2 separate regions of the Sus scrofa genome follow, and region 2 is linked to region 1. A link is a contact called in public HiChIP or PLAC-seq data. All regions are on one chromosome and are shown on one strand. Each heading gives the region's core, a stretch centred on a gene start, on an enhancer-like site or on the middle of the called end of the contact. The rest is flanking DNA. Distances are from core to core; before and after follow the strand shown.

The links. HiChIP or PLAC-seq counts read pairs in DNA pulled down with a chosen protein or histone mark.
Region 2: a contact with region 1 is called in an H3K27ac HiChIP or PLAC-seq map of alveolar macrophages. The contact joins the promoter of MEPCE here to the promoter of TRIM4 in region 1. A contact is called at or near these places in 1 of 47 Hi-C or Micro-C datasets (epiblast stem cells) and 1 of 2 datasets of contacts at active chromatin or transcription factors (alveolar macrophages).

What each region holds. Positions count from the first base shown.
Region 1 is chr3:7,834,923-7,839,553 of Sscrofa11.1, forward strand. TRIM4 (E3 ubiquitin-protein ligase TRIM4) reads right to left here and starts at 2,665. Exons shown (of 6, transcript XM_003124333.5): 1 at 2,041-2,665. The coding sequence starts at 2,559. It overlaps LOC110259868 (a long non-coding RNA gene), which reads left to right and starts at 2,732. Exons shown (of 2, transcript XR_002342269.1): 1 at 2,732-2,873; 2 at 4,246-4,631.
Region 2 is chr3:8,353,801-8,358,431 of Sscrofa11.1, forward strand. It overlaps MEPCE (7SK snRNA methylphosphate capping enzyme), which reads left to right and starts at 2,802. Exons shown (of 4, transcript XM_003124352.6): 1 at 2,802-4,631. The coding sequence starts at 3,859. It overlaps ZCWPW1 (zinc finger CW-type PWWP domain protein 1), which reads right to left and starts at 2,395. Exons shown (of 18, transcript XM_005661906.3): 1 at 1,931-2,395.

The DNA of each region.
Region 1 (4,631 bases), core at 1,415-3,914:
CCAAGAAGCAAGGAGAGTGGGCTGGGAATGCATCAAAGCAGGTTTCCTGGATGCAGGGCTCGGGGGCCCAGATCCTAAGCAGAAGCACCTAGCACACTGTCTGCGGGCTCGGGTGTGAGGAGAGGATGGGAGACGGTTTCCACGGACTTAGGCAACTCCAAACGTCTAAGACATGGGGCACCCATCTGAGTAAGTGCTGGTAGCAGGATGGTGGAAATGGTAGCTCCACCCTGAGCAACCTATTGCTTTTCTGGCCAACTTGGGGTGGGGGTGGAGGCGGAGGTGGGTAAACAGAGCAGTGACAAGCAGAGGAGGGTCAGAAAGGTGAGATACTGAGGAATTCTGCCTCATGACCTGCCTTCTAAACACCTGGCCAGTCAGCCTCATGACACTCCACCCGCCCTTACCTGCGCTCTCCCTACCTGTCGGCCCATTTTAGTGAATCCTGAAATCCCACCTCTTCCAAGAAGCCTTCTCAGCTAAAACAAAAGAACTGCTCATGTCCTCCCCCGCCTGGAAATCCTTCCATGACTCCCCAACCCCTGAAAGAGAAAGCTCGGTCTTTTTAGCGTGGTGGAACAAGATCCTCCGTGACACGGCCCTTGCCTCTTTCTGCAGCCTCAACTCCTGCCCTCCTCTCTCCCGTGGGCCCCACTCCCAAACATCCTCTGGTTCCCTTACTTTTCACATGCTCTTCCACACTGAATATGCTGTTCCCTTGGCCTGACAATCCTCTCCCCTACCTTGCTGTTCACATCCTTCAAGGATGAACTCATGTTTCACTTCTCTGGGAAGCCTCGCCTCACCCCTGTCTGATCGCACTAACCTCAAACCTTCTGTGGGCTGGTACCAACTCGCATACAGTAAGCATCAGTAAAGATGACTGACTAAAGAAACGAATGTACCCCTTCTAGTCTAACCGCACCTGTTTCCTGTTTGCAGTCAGTTGATAAAAAACTGTACAGCGTTTGACAGTTTACAATCCACTTTAACTTGTCATGAAATTCGTGTATTCAGCAAGTACTTACTAGATACCAATTCAGATGGAGACCACTGGAGTGACACCGTCAGTAACGGAAGGGGGTGGGGCTACTCTGGAAAGGATGCGCAAGGAAGGTCTTCAAGCTAAACTCTAAAAGGATCTAAAGGATGGGAAGTACGGGTAGAGAGAGAGAACAGGCTTGAAACAAAAGCAAGAAGGCCAACGTGGCTGGAGTAGCGTATGACACACTGATTTATTTAACCGAAGCTTCTTAACCCCTAAGATGGGAAGACCAGATCATCTCCAAATTCTAACACTCATTTTCCCAACTGATGAAAGAAGTTAGTTCACAAAATCCTGACCCATCCCCTCAGCCAGGCTTTTCTCAAATCCTCCGTGGTCTATGATATTTGCAGGTATAAACCATATCGTCCAATAGAGCAACCTCAGCCACGGGAGCATCTGAAATACCGCTAGTCCCAATTGATGTGTGCGGTCAACGTGAAGCAAACACAGATTTATTTCAAAAACCTATCATGAAAAAAAAAGTAAACGATCTCACTGATAATTTTTCCTATCAGTTAATACCGAGTGATAATATTTTGGAAAAGAGGGTTAAATAAAACATATTATTTATTGCTCTTCCCGTGGTTTTTCGTCTGCTTATCTTAAAAATTCTCTTAATAAAATGTTACTGATGTAGTTGAAAAAAATATTGAAATTAACATCACCTGCCTCTTTTTACTACTGAAAAACACTTTAGTAGCATGCGTGGCTCGTGTTTTTTGTTTCTATTGGACACCACTGGTATATAACCTTCTACAATGTTTGTCTTAAACTCCAGGAGGCCAGTCCCTTGAAAATTCTGCAAGGAGGACTACACCCCCCTCCCAATCCCTGTTTTAACTCCAGCCCGGAGATCGGTGAGTAGCTTAACTTTTTTGAGCCTGGGAGGGGGCCACGGGGGCGTTTCATGCTTCCAGCGGCAAAAGCGGCCACCTAGTGTAAACAGTACAAGTGCCCACGCAATTCCGGCAACCCTGCAACGGCCGGCTCACCCGGTAGCTCTGGAAGGCCTCGTCCATGGGGGCCATGGTGTGGGCCTGGTGCTCCTGGGACTCCCTGCACACCATGCACATGAGTCGCTGATCGTCCTCGCAGAAGAGCCGCAGCGGCTCCCCGTGACGGTCGCACAGCCCGCGGGACGCGGGGCCCTCGCGCCGGCGCCGCGCCTTCTGCGCCAGCCGGGCCAGGGCCCAGTTGGGCCGCAGCGCAGAGGGCGTCGACGGCCGCCGGCACTCGGGGCAGGGAAACTGGTTGCAGCCCTGCGCCAAACCGCGGCGCAGGCAGTCGCGGCAGAAGTTGTGGCCGCACTCGATGGACACCGGGTCCTCGAAATAGTCCAGGCAGATGGAGCAGCTCAGCTCCTCCTGGAGGTCCTCGGCCTCCATGCTGCTCCTCTGACCCCGATCCGGGGGCGGGGTCGGAGGAAAGGCCGGCAGGCTGCAGGCGGGCCCCCGAAGCCGATGGCCTTCCGACCTGCGGCCGCCGCCTCCCGCCGAAGGGCGAAGTGCCATCTCTTCCTGGGACCGGGATCCAGGCGGGGCCCGGGGACGGGGAGGAGGTCCTTCCCGGCGCGTCTGAGGGGGGCCGAGCGCGCGCACGGCAGGTTTCCGCACCCCGACGGCGCGCGGGGCATGTCGGGAGGGCGCGCCCCCACCGGGCGGACAGTAGAGATGCGGAAGCCCCCCCTCGGGAAGCCTAGAGAGGAGGCGAGGACCTCAGGTTTGCCGAGCGCGCGGCTGTGAGGCGACCGCGCAGCTGCAGCAGCAGCTGGTGGGGCAACGTGGGGAGGCGCTGGTGAACTTCGCTAGTCCTTCAGGTTTGCGAGGTGAGGTCAGTGTTGGCCGGCCGCTCCGGACGATTTAGGTTCTGACTTCCTAGGCGAGGTGCAGCTTATGGCCTGAAGGATTAGGAGGATCGGGGGCATCCCCTTAGGCTGGCTCTTCCTGAAGTCTCCCTTTTATCGTTCAGCCTCATTCTCCAGGAAAGGAATCTGTTCTCGTCCTCGAACCCCCGAGGTCTAGTTGAATTCCTAAAAAGGCAGGATTTCCTGATGCCCCCACGAAGCCCACCAACTCTCCAGGGATTCGAGGAGCCGGGCGAACAGGCCAGCTAAGTTTCGGAGGCGAGCGAACAGAAAAAGGAGTGTTTAGCCCCCACGACGTAGTAGGGAGCTTTCTGATCGCCTTGCCACCCTGATTTCCCTCTCTTTCTTCCATAGCGTAGGAGATAGAGGCAGCCCATTCTCACCATGGGGCACACTCGCCCAGTGTAGATAGACGTTCTAATAGTTAAGTTAGGGGGAAGAATCTAGGGTTAGACGGTCTTCCTCAGGTTTGAGACTTCCCACCAGTATTTAAGCGGTTCAGCGCCCAGGAGGTCTAAAGGACTCTGGGTGATCTGCCAGGAGTGGCTGTCGTCTAAGATTCTGGGAGGAAGCAGAGCCTGTAGCTGCTGCTGCTGGTGGTGCTGGAGCAGTTCCTGATCCTCCTACCTGAGAAGACTAGGACCACGTTGTCAGAGCAACACTCTAAGAGTGGTGGGAAGGAAATCAGGTGTTTTAAGTGGAAGTGCTTAAGATTCAGATGCGTAGATGCATTGTCTTTTGGTACCCAACTTGAACCACTTGCCATCCCATGTGTCATCCATTGAGCCTTTCAACAAACAATATGCTTGCCTGTTTCACAGTGTTATCTGTTTCTCTCCAATGGATTTTTATCTTGTGTTTCTGAGGTGTTTTTTTTTTTTTTCTTAAATTCTTCGCACTCTGTTCTGTTTCTTATGAAAGAAATTTTTAATTCTTCTTGTGTCCCCAAATCAGATACTGCCTTTCCCATAATATGCTGATTAGGGGATTTGAAAAAGGAGCGCTTGGGGGTCACTGTTTTGGGGGTTTGATGAAGGTTCCACAGAATGGCTATGTTTAAATGTTTAAATTATGCATCCGATAGCTGTGTTTTCTTTGTAAATTGGAATACTATACTGAGAAGAAATCTGAGTCTTCATATAGACCAAGCAGGAAGAGGTACTCTTATCGGTTATTGACGTTTCCCATGAGTGTTTTACTGCAAGTGTCTATATGTCTATATGTCTGCCTGTGTATTGAAGTATATCTTCTAATGTCTTTGTTTTCAATGCTGCCATACTCCTGAAATGAACATCCTTCTCTACTGAAAATGTTGTGGCTCCTGAATTGACAGCTTTATTCATTTGGAATTCATATGGCATTTCAGGGGATGCCAAGTGGCCAATCTTGAGAAAGAAGAACAAAGTAGGAGAACACACACTTCCCAATTTCAAACATTATTACAGAGCTACAGTAATTAAAATGTAGTACTGCCATCAGAATAGACATATACATCAATGGGAATCAAATTGAGAGTACAGCAACAGTGCCGTACAGCTACAAGCAATTGGTTTTCAGCAATGGTGCCAAAACCGTTATATGTAGGGAAAATTAGCCTTTCAACAAGTGGTACCGATGCAACTGGACATCCACATGCAAAAGAATGAAATTGGACCTTTAGATCATTCCACGCACAAAAGTTCATTCAAACTCAATCAAAGACCTAACATAAAGCTAAAA
Region 2 (4,631 bases), core at 1,552-4,051, 520 kb after region 1:
CATCTATTTTACAATGAAATCACCTAGCTCAACAGTTCTCAAAATATGATCCAAAGACTCCTGGGGGTCCCCTCTGTTTTCCAATTACTTATCTGTGTTAGGCTGGGTTTTCTCATACACTTCAACCAAAACAAGATACCAATACAGACTGAATTCAGAAACAGATGAAAATCCAGGTGTTTTCTATTAAAGCAGACATGAACGAGATTCGCAGAAATGTAAAACACCATTCTTCATACCAAATTTTCTTCCATTTAGGAAGATATATTTTCCCTTAAAATGTTATCTACATTAACATGTAATGGGTTTAGTATTTTAAAATAAATGTTTAACCTTTCTCAGTTTAATTTCTAGTATATTAATATTAATAGATAAACAGATACAAACCAACATTTGGAGTCCTCCATAATTTTTAAGGATATAAAAGTGTCCTGAAACCAAAATGTTTGAGAACTGATCTAGCTAAATAATTTAGCTTTATCAATATTTTCAAAAGCATTAATCCTCCTTCCTCCATCCCCCATTTACAACATGTTCACAAATTTTCCCCCTCTTAACCATCCAATTATTCCCTCTTTATATTGTCCCTGGAATCCATGGTCTAAGAGCAAATGTACTCTTTAGAACTATCCTCTAACAGACTCCATGAGCCTTGGAAAAAAACAAAAACTGGGAGTTCCCACTGTGGCTCAGCAGTTAAGAACCTGACACAGTATCCATGAGGATATGGGTTCAACCCCTGACCTTGCTTGGTGGGTTCAGGATCTGGCATTGCCATGAGGTTCGGTGTAAGTTGCACAATGTTACTGTGGCTGTGGCTTAGCCAGGCACCTGCGGCTCTGATTCCACCCCTAGCCTGGGAACCTCCATGTGCCATGGGGGTTCATGCCTAAAAAGAAAAAAAAAAGTGAATAATTTAAGAAAGACTCTATTTAAAATTTCTTTCAAGCTGGAGTTTGATTTCATTCACATTCCTAATGGCATGTAGACCCTTGCTTATTTTCATCAGTAGTAGTTTTTTCTTTCTTCCTGTTTCCCTTTCTCCTTGCCTTTTCTTTTTTGGGTGTATGAGCACAGAATGATTTCAAACTTTTAACAAAACTGAAAGGAAAAATCATCCCAGCTACCCTTACTTCTCACACCTAACAAGGCATTTACTGCCATAAACTACTTGAACTAAACCTTTACAGAATCATATAAGGAAGTTAATGGTGAACTAAACCGATTGCTTCAGAACGCCAGGCAACAGGGACAGGGCCACTTATCACCAAAACAGACTTTTTTTTTCGGGACCCTGATCTTGGTTCAGACCCTTTCTATCTAACTCCCTGAAATGCTTCCACACGTGCCCCTGTTGCTGACTTTAAACTAGCTCATGTTGTTTTCCCTTAAAGGGCACACAGCCATGAACTCCCACATCGCTTCACCATCTGCCCTCTCAAAGAGCCAAGGCTTGGAACAGTAAAAGGCCTACTTCCACCTTTAAAACCAGAAGGAAGAATTTTGGGCGACCTACATTTCCCTTCTCTCTTCCCTCACCAATTCCCTCTTAAGGACGGCAATTAACACCAAAGGTACCACAGGCAAAAGTTCTTCACTCCCCTCAATAGGTAAAACAGTGACTGTCTCTTCCCCATCAAGAAACTCCTCGTGAATTTCCCCTCAGCTCCCTCTCCCCTCCCCCAGCCCGCGGAGGCACCAGGATCCTCATTCTCTCCGGCCCGTCGTCGCCCGCCCCGATACTACTGGGTTACTTTTGTTTGTTTGTTGGGTGCGAGTTTGCTGTTGGAGATTCTGAGGAGAGAGCTAAGAGTTGGTCCTCGTCCTAAAGAGAAAACTTCTCCTCAGGCTAAGAGTTGGTCCTCGCCCTAAAGAGAAAACCTCTCCTCAGGCAACAGGTACTAGGATTGGCCGCGCCTAGCACCTTCACCTGCAACCGGAAAAGCACCAGCAATCTTCTGGAGCGAGGAGGACCTAAAGGCCAGGAGCAGAATGAGCTACCGCAGCAACTCTGCAAACCCCTCCAAAACTCGAGCCAGTTTTCCCGCCACCAAGCAAGGTAAGGCGCGAGGCCACACACAAGCTCCACCCCACCCCTCCTACAAGCGGCGTGCTCGCAGGACTGCTGCGCATGCGCAGCTGGAAGCTAGTTCGGCGCTTGCGCAGCTGAGTTATAGCGCCATCTTCCAAACAAACGCCCTGTAAAACTACAAGTCCCATAATCCTGGTTGGCCTCACTTTTTTTTTTTTTTAGGTGGCAGCAGCAGTGCCTGATCGTTCATGAAGCCCATCTTCCTTTTCCTAACTTTTTTCTCTGCCCTAGACTTCCTTCCTGATTCCCATTCTCCCTTTGAGTCTCCTTCAAACCCTTATTTTGATATTTTGAGACTACCCTTAACACCACTCCCGCCTCTTTCGCCCTCTTCGCAGCCACAGGACCCAAACCCCAATCGCTGTGGGCCCGGAGAACGGGCCCCCTCTGAAAAGGGCATCGAGTAGCTTGTTCCCCATTGGCTGAGGCCGGGGCCCCCAAAGCCGACCGAAATCTCTTCCCTGCCCACGTTCGTTTTTATATAAGGCGGCGCAAACGCGCCGCGGGTGCTCGGAAAAGCCTGCGTGCAAAGGGGGCGGTGGTGGTAGATATACTGTTATTGGTGGCTGTGGTGGGCGTCTGGGTCGCCGTTCCCTAACGGGGGGAGGGGCTCGCGAGCAGGCGTCGGGTGGTGGGTGTGGAGGCGGAGAGGAGGGCGTGGTGTCCCCAGGTGATCGCGATTGAGGGAAGGCGGAGGAGCGAGAGAACGACCTGGCCGTTTCGGGGAAAGAGGAAGTTGGACAACATCGCCTTAGTACTTTTTTTCCCCCAGTTCATCAGAGAATATTTTCCAGGGGGGTGAGTTAAAATGACCTATTGTATTATACTGAGAACAGTAGTTAGGAAGACAGTGGGTACACTCCGCTCCTTTCCTTCTCCTACTTCTAGGTTCGCCCCTCTTTAGAAATAGGTGGGCCAAGAGGGCCACCACTTTATGAATAATTCACGAGGGCCTCCCCGTTCTTTAGCCACGCCCCTCCGAATCGTGCTGACGCATGTTGCGCGTACCAAACCTGAGGAAGCGACGTAGCAGTCCCCGCCTCTAGGACGGAGGGAGGGGCGTCATCTCCAGCACGTGCTGCATCTACCCGCGCAAGCCCAAAAGGGTGTGCGCAGGCGCTGCCCGCTAGGGGGAGGAAGGAGGCGGGGTAGGGAGGTTGCTGGGTTTAGAGCCGGGCGGAGACGGCAGAGACTCATTCCTCAGGAACAAGGGTCGGGTGTCAAGGAGACCTTTTCACACCAGCTCCCCGTCCCCCGCCTACGGTGGGTGGGATCGCGCGGCAGAGACAAAGGATATCACTAGGGACGGACGTAGCTGCGAAGGGAAGTAGGGCGTCAGTTTGGGGTGGTGGGCTTTGGTTGGGGGGGCTTAGGGGGGCTATATTTAAACTCCCGGAGCCGTTAAGTTGGTTCGTACTCTGATGCGCGCGCAACCAGGGTGGTGGCTGAGTGCGCATGCGTGATTCCGGGGCCAGAGGAACGCGCTCCAGCAGTGCGCGCTCGCGGCGAAGCGGTAGTGGTAGAGGAGAAAGGAGTCGGCGCACGCGCGGTTGGTTCCTCGAGTTCGGGTCTCGCGGGCATCTTGTTTTGGTCTCGCGGGCGAGTGGGGCGCGCTTCGGGGGAGGCGCTTGGGGACGAGACTAGGCGAGAAGCGGAACTGCGCGCGCACTCAGGAAAGGGGGGAAGGGAGCGCGGTCTTAGGAAGGGGGGGTTAAGCCCCCTGGTCCCCCTGGTTGCCCTCGACTGGGACGGAATAAGGGGAGGAAATGATCGAGATGGCGGCGGAGAAGGAGCCGTTTCTGGTGCCGGCCCCGCCACCGCCGCTCAAAGATGAGTCGGGCGGAGGGGGCGGCCCCACGGTGCAACCACACCGAGAGGTCGCCTCCGGGGAGCTCCGCGGCGGGACGCAGCGTGGGCCGGGCCCGCGCGCACACTCGGCGGGGTCCCCAGCTTCTGGGGCAGGCAAGGAGAGCCCCGGGGCTACCTCCACCCCTCGGGGCGGCCAGTCGCAGCAGCAGCGAGGGGGCGGCCCCCAGGCCCAGTCGACCGGAGAGGCCTGCTTGTCGGATCCCCAGGGGCTAGCCGCTCCCCCGGACGTGGGGGAGGAGCGCCGGGGAGGGGGCGGAACAGAACTGGGCCCCCTTGCTCCTCCTCGACCACGTAATGGCTATCAGCCCCACCGGCCCCCTGGGGGAGGTGGGGGCAAGAGGAGAAATAGCTGTAATGTAGGGGGAGGTGGTGGAGGCTTCAAACATCCGGCCTTCAAGAGGCGCAGGCGGGTTAATTCGGACTGTGACTCTGTCTTACCTTCCAACTTCCTCCTGGGGGGCAATATCTTTGATCCGCTGAACCTGAATAGTCTCCTGGATGAGGAAGTGAGCCGTGCACTCAATGCGGAGACCCCTAAGTCATCCCCACTTCCGGCCAAGGGACGAGATCCAGTGGAGATACTCATCCCCAAAGATATTACTGACCCTCTCAGTCTCAATACTTGCACTGATGAGGCCCAAGTAGTCCTTGCTTCACCACTCAAGACTGG